Linked DNA regions of Mus musculus: region 2 is linked to region 1. The links are chromatin contacts, called in public promoter capture Hi-C maps. All regions are on one chromosome and are shown on one strand. The core of a region is the stretch at or near the end of the contact, and the rest is flanking DNA. Distances in the headings are between cores, read along the strand shown. Region 1 overlaps Triobp (TRIO and F-actin binding protein). Region 2 overlaps Gtpbp1 (GTP binding protein 1).

What was found. Promoter capture Hi-C pulls out the DNA fragments that hold promoters and counts their contacts.
Region 2: a promoter capture Hi-C map of liver shows a contact between it and region 1, with 2.8 times the contacts expected there. The contact joins two enhancer-like sites.

The regions. Positions count from the first base shown.
Region 1 is chr15:78,995,614-78,998,419 of GRCm38.p6, reverse strand. All of the region lies in intron 18 of Triobp (TRIO and F-actin binding protein), which reads right to left. The region is part of intron 2 of Gm10865 (predicted gene 10865); the gene reads left to right. Among named protein-coding and RNA genes, the nearest start is that of Mir6956, 5.2 kb to the left of the region's middle. Within about 2 kb of position 1,434, at least 47 of the 459 cell types and tissues checked have an H3K27ac peak or open chromatin away from gene starts, as enhancers often do. A contact at or near this core is called in liver, where this site is marked.
Region 2 is chr15:79,695,683-79,698,488 of GRCm38.p6, reverse strand. All of the region lies in intron 2 of Gtpbp1 (GTP binding protein 1), which reads right to left. Among named protein-coding and RNA genes, the nearest start is that of Gtpbp1, 6.2 kb to the right of the region's middle. Within about 2 kb of position 1,333, at least 34 of the 459 cell types and tissues checked have an H3K27ac peak or open chromatin away from gene starts, as enhancers often do. A contact at or near this core is called in liver, where this site is marked.

The DNA.
Region 1 (2,806 bases), core at 185-2,684:
TCTGGGACCCAACAAAGGAACTAGGGCTTCCAACCAGCTGTCCCTAGAAGCAGAAGGCTGTCCTAGAGAGTCTGGAAGGCTGAGGGATGAGGAGGGCACAAGACAAGAATCTAGAAATCTGACCAAGACAGAAGGGCAGAGGATGAGAGTGAGTGAAAGGCCTTGAAAGGAAGGAAGGGACCATGAGCCAGGAAAGCAAGCATGGTGGCAAAGACATGGATCCCACGGCCCCACCTACAGCCCGCCAAGAAAGGGTTGTCCAGCCCCCTCCTCAGCCTGTGCAGGCCTTGAGCAAGTGTGTCATCCAGTCAGCTGTGGGTGGTGACTTGTCACCTTGGCCTGGACGCTGATCCAGACAAAGCAAGGGTGGGAGAGGGAGGCACAGGACTGGGGGCAAACGTCAGGGGCTCACTGCCTTTTACATTGACTTTAGGGGGGGGGGGTGCATGCATGCCACAAGGCACATATGGAAGTCAAAGGTTCTTTCTTTACTAAGGGGGTTTCTGGGATGGAACTCAGGCCACCAGGCTTGGAGGCAAGTAACTTCACCCACTGAGCCACCTCTGTGGCCCTCATGGGCTCATTTCTAACTTTTAATTTAGATACATTTTTGCAGTAGAACCCAGAGATTTGAGCATTCGAGGTGAGTGCTCTACTTACTACTGAACTATACCCAACTCGTGACTTTGTTTGTGTTTTTTAAAGACAGGGATTTTAAAGGCCTTAGCCTCTAGCTAGGCTGGCCTTGGATTTAGGAGCCTGCTTTACCTTCTCAAGGGCTGGGATTATGCACTGCCATGCCTATAATCCCAGGACTCAGGCAGAGGCAGGTAGATCTCTGTGAATTCAAGGCCAGCCTGGTCCACAGAGAACTAGATGCTAGATCCAGGACAGCCAGAGCTACACACACACACACAAAAAAAACCCTGCCTCAAAAAACTAACAACAAAAAAGTAAATGTGGTTCTTATATAATTTATTTATTTTTTATTAATTTCTTGTTTGTTTTTTTAAATCAAGGTCTCACACTATGTATCTCTGGCTGCCCTATGTAGACCAGGCTGGCCTCGAACTCACAGAGATCTGCCTGCCTCTGCCTCCGCCTCTGCCTCCCAAAAGCTGGGATTAAAGGCCAGCCATCATTAAAGTGCCATCAGGCTGGACTGTTTCTTGTTTGATTAAAAAATGGTGTGGCTGCCAGGCAGTGGTGGTGCACGTCTTTGATCCCAGCACTCGGGAGGCAGAGGCAGGTGGATTTCTGAGTTTGAAGCCAGCCTGGTCTACAAAGTGAGTTCCAGGACAGCCAGGGCTACACAGAGAAACCCTGTCTCAAAAACCAAAAAATAAATAAAAGCCGGGTGAGGGCCAGCCAGGTGACCTGTGACCCACTTTCCTTAGTGACACTGGTGGCCACCTCTCTGCCATAATATCAAAACAGAGGAAGAAGCCCTGGTGGCCTCAGCTCCAGAGCCCTCCTCCTTTAGCTCCCCCAGGGCCACGATAGGCCCGTGCTGAAGGCCCTGCTTCCTGCACAGCTGTTCTGCAGGTTGAGCCCTTCATGCCTGCAAGAGGGCCACCTCTCCAGGATCAGCTGAGTTTCCAACCACCTCCTCCCTGGCCTGAGGAACATGTGACTTACAAGGTTCCTCTTCTCTCTAGTGCCTGCTGTCCCAGTTGTCATTGTTTCCCAAGCGCTTCCCCCTCACCTCTTAGCACCCTAGTCCCACCTGCCCTGAGCCTGCACCAACTTCCTAAGATGGAGTGCTGGCAGCTTTTGAAGTGCCCCGTGGGGCAAAAAAGGACCAGGAAGCAAGGGCTCTGGGGCTGCCTAGAGTTCAAAGGTCACACCAAACTTCTGGGCCTCCATTTCCTTTTGATGGCTTTGGAGCTTACTGTAGTGCCTCTAAAAGTTCAGTTGAGTAAAACAAGCTTTTTCTTCAATGAACTCTCAAGCTGGTTCCAATAGAACCGTGAATACATACAGTAGCTCCGACCCCAGTGAACGGACCCTTCCAGAGAGGATCTCCGAGTTCCACTCAATGACCCCAAGCTGGAGCCCACCCTTCATGGGCCACTTCCACCCTCCCTTAGCCCAGGTAACCCCAGGATAGCCTCCTCACCTTTTGTTCCTTTGGTTCCCCTCCCCTCCCCACAACTCAGCAGTAGCCAGCCCTGGCTAACGCGTTAGCCCAGCCCCAGAACCACCAGGGCTCCCCTGCCCTCCCGGGCCCTAGTTACCAGGGACCAAAATCTCCCTTCAGCTAATCTGTTCCCAGTCAGCCTTGTCCTAGCTCCCCAAGCTTGGGCCCTGTCCTCTTATCTACTGCACTCCAAGATCTCCTTGTGTGTCACTGGAGAACTCGCAACATCTGCAGGAGACTAACTCCAGCTTGTTCTTGGAGGTCCTACTCTTGGCACCAACTGGCCTTCTACCTTCTGTGTAGCAGGATCCCCACCCACTGGCCACCAGGAGCTCCAAGTGTGGCCCTCAGGGGACTTTCCACCCCACCCCCAGCACCCTTTGCTCTTCCTGGCACTGGCATGCATGGTAGACTATGGGCAGCTGACTTTCCAATTACTCAGAACTGTGACTCTACTGTTAAGCAAAACTACGTTTTAAACATTAAATGTATCAGTGTGAATTACCAACTAGACAGACTGTGGAGTCACCTAGGCAACAAGCCTCCGACACACCTGTGAGAAATTACCTATGGCTAGCCTCGGGCCATGCCTGTGAGGAACTGTCTTCTGTAGTTTAACTGGGGGGAGAGACCACCATACAGGAGAGATGTACCGTCATGCCCCCC
Region 2 (2,806 bases), core at 84-2,583, 700 kb before region 1:
AGCTCCCAAAGAAACCATAGTGCACTCGGGAGGAAGAGGCAGGCGGATTTCTGAGTTCGAGGCCAGCCTGGTCTACAAAGTGAGTTCCAGGGCAGCCAGGGCTACACAGAGAAACCCTGTCTCAAAACAAACAAACAACAAACAAAAAAGAAAGAAAGAAAGAAAGAAAGAAAGAAAGAAAGGAAGAAAGAAAGAAACCATAGTGCTTACACTGCCATTTCCACATCAGAATCTCTGAATGACTTTCCAGAACCAACAGAATTCCTTCCAGGTTCAATTCCCTTAAGCCCCGCCCCCGTCATCCTACATCCTTTAACACAGGCTCCCTCTGGGCTCTATCCCAGTGCAAAGGCCCTGGGTTGGGGCTGGAGACTCATCCTAAGTCCTGGACAGTCCTAGCTCTGCCCTCATTTTTCACCCTAGACAGCAGCCGATCAGCATCTGTTCAGAGGCTCCACAAACACCGGCCCCTCCTTGCAACATTTGCCACTTGCCACTCCTTGCTCTTGTGCAAACGTCTTTTTACACACATCTCCCCCCTCCCCCGCCCAGGCTATAGAAGCACCTTGAGGACGGGGAACTATATCTTAACCATTTTCTGATGAATAGTTTTCCTACCTTAAGCACTCAAATGTCTAGAAAATATAAAACAACTGAACCAAGGAGGGGCCGAGGGCAGAGGGCAGAGGGTTCGGAATGACAGCAGAGCTCTAGCGCTGTCTGAACTAGGGAAAACTGCTATCCTCACCAGACTATCTACCTCCCTGCTGCTTTCTAAGCTAGGGCCAGCACCAATGTCACCTTGACCATCAGAGCTCTTGGGTGGTCACATTATCCTGGTCTAGCACGCACCACTTTCATTGTGTTAGGAGTAGACAAAAGCCAAGGAGAAAAGCCAGAGTCCAATTACTAAAGACAGTGCCAGCCCTCATCAGATTTCTGTCCTGCCAGCTCGCTTACCTTTCCCACAACACTCTTCTATACAAGTGACAGCTTCCCAGGCTTTGGGGACATAAGTCTCAGCTCTTTGGCCTGACATTCAAGAACCATAAGCGGACCCTGCCCACCTGTTCAGTATCCCTGGACCTCACATTCTCCTCTCCTTCCTAGAGTACATCTGGCCCTCCAATGCCACCATGCCTCTGGGCATGGGGTTTCCTCGGCCCATCGCCACTGTTCACAGGAAAGCAGCTCCTTTGTGTGGCTGTTGCTGACGCCTGTGTCTCTTGCTGTGCCATCTGTCACTCCACTGATCACCAGGGTTGATTAGGCTGGTCTGGCTGGCTAAGCAGGGATGCCCGCCCTCTCTCAGTGCTCCCTGAGCTGTGCTCAGTAGAAGAGGGCAAAGTTCCCTGACAGAGAACCATTGGCAGTCATGGGTATAATGAGACAACTGTGCTCTCCGCTAGAACCTCCAAATGAGCTCTCAAGCCATGACTTCTTAGAAACAGTCGAGGTCTCTTTGCAAAGCAATTCCATAGTAAATCAGCTACAACCTTGGACCCTGAAAACCTGGCAGTGCTAACACGAACACCTCTGTGCCAAGGGCGCTCCTGGAGTGCTCACGGCACTCACCGGGGCACCGTGGGATCATTATTCATATTTTTGTACTATTTATTTTGAAAGATTTGAGTTCTAATTAAGTGTGTGTGGGAATGGGCACATGAAAGTGCTTGAAAGTATCAGATCCCCAGGAGCTGGAGTTATGGGTGGCTGTGAGCTTCCAAGTGTGCATGGGAACTGAACTTTGAGACCTCTGGAAGAGCAGTGCATACTCCCCAGCTCATTACCTGCATTTTAAGGCAAGGAAAACAGTCAACAGGCAAGCCCAGACCTCCCAGGCTGCAGACCCTAAACCACCGGACCATTACTGACTTGCTTCCTAAAACATTAACCTTAAATGAAGAGCATACAGGCATAGCACAGTCCCCTGGATGGTGTGCATGGTTTTAATATGCTTATCTGGGAAAGATTTCTCCCAGTAAAGTCTCCTTTACTCCAGGGCTACAGTGGAAGGCCCTAGTGGAGGGGTACAACACCTTCACAGGGAAGAAGCTGGAGACGAAGCTGACCTCTGGGGGCCTTGTAATTGACTCAGTCCTGTTTGATGCTCAACTTGTTTAACCAGTTGAGATCTCTCTCTGCCTCCAAAGAATCCAGCAGAAGGAGTTACCAAGATGATGTGTGGCTAATGCTGGGGTGTGCTGCGATGGTCCAGGGAGGATCTGACATCTTCCTTCTGAAGGAGGGTTAATTAGGTATGAGTTGGTGGCAATGGTAAAATTCAGACTGCACTAAAGGATGGGAGAAAAACTCTGCATGGCATGGCAAGGCCAAAGTCAAAGCGTCAAGAATTCACGGCCAGCCCCTTATTTATTTATTTATTTATTTATTTATTTATTTATTTATTTATTTAAAGATTTGTTTATTATATGTAAGTACACTGTAGCTGTCTTGGGATTTGAACTCTAGACGTTCGGAAGAGCAGTCAGGTGCTCTTACCCACTGAGCCATCTCACCAGCCCCCAGGCCAGCCCCTCTTAAACAAACACTTAAACAAATACTGAACAGTCTGGGTCTTTACAGACTCGCCCCACCACTTGTCACAACTGACCTTTATGTGGCTTCCTACAACGCAGGAAGTGACCTATGAGTGGTCTATCTTCTTAGAGCAGGCCAGAGATGCACCTGTCAAGCTTACAGGAGCAATCAATGATTTCTTATCACCAAGTACACAAGCCTTTTCTAAACCAGTGGCACATGGCAATGCTGACTGGCTCCCTCCCTGCCTTGGCAGACGACCCCT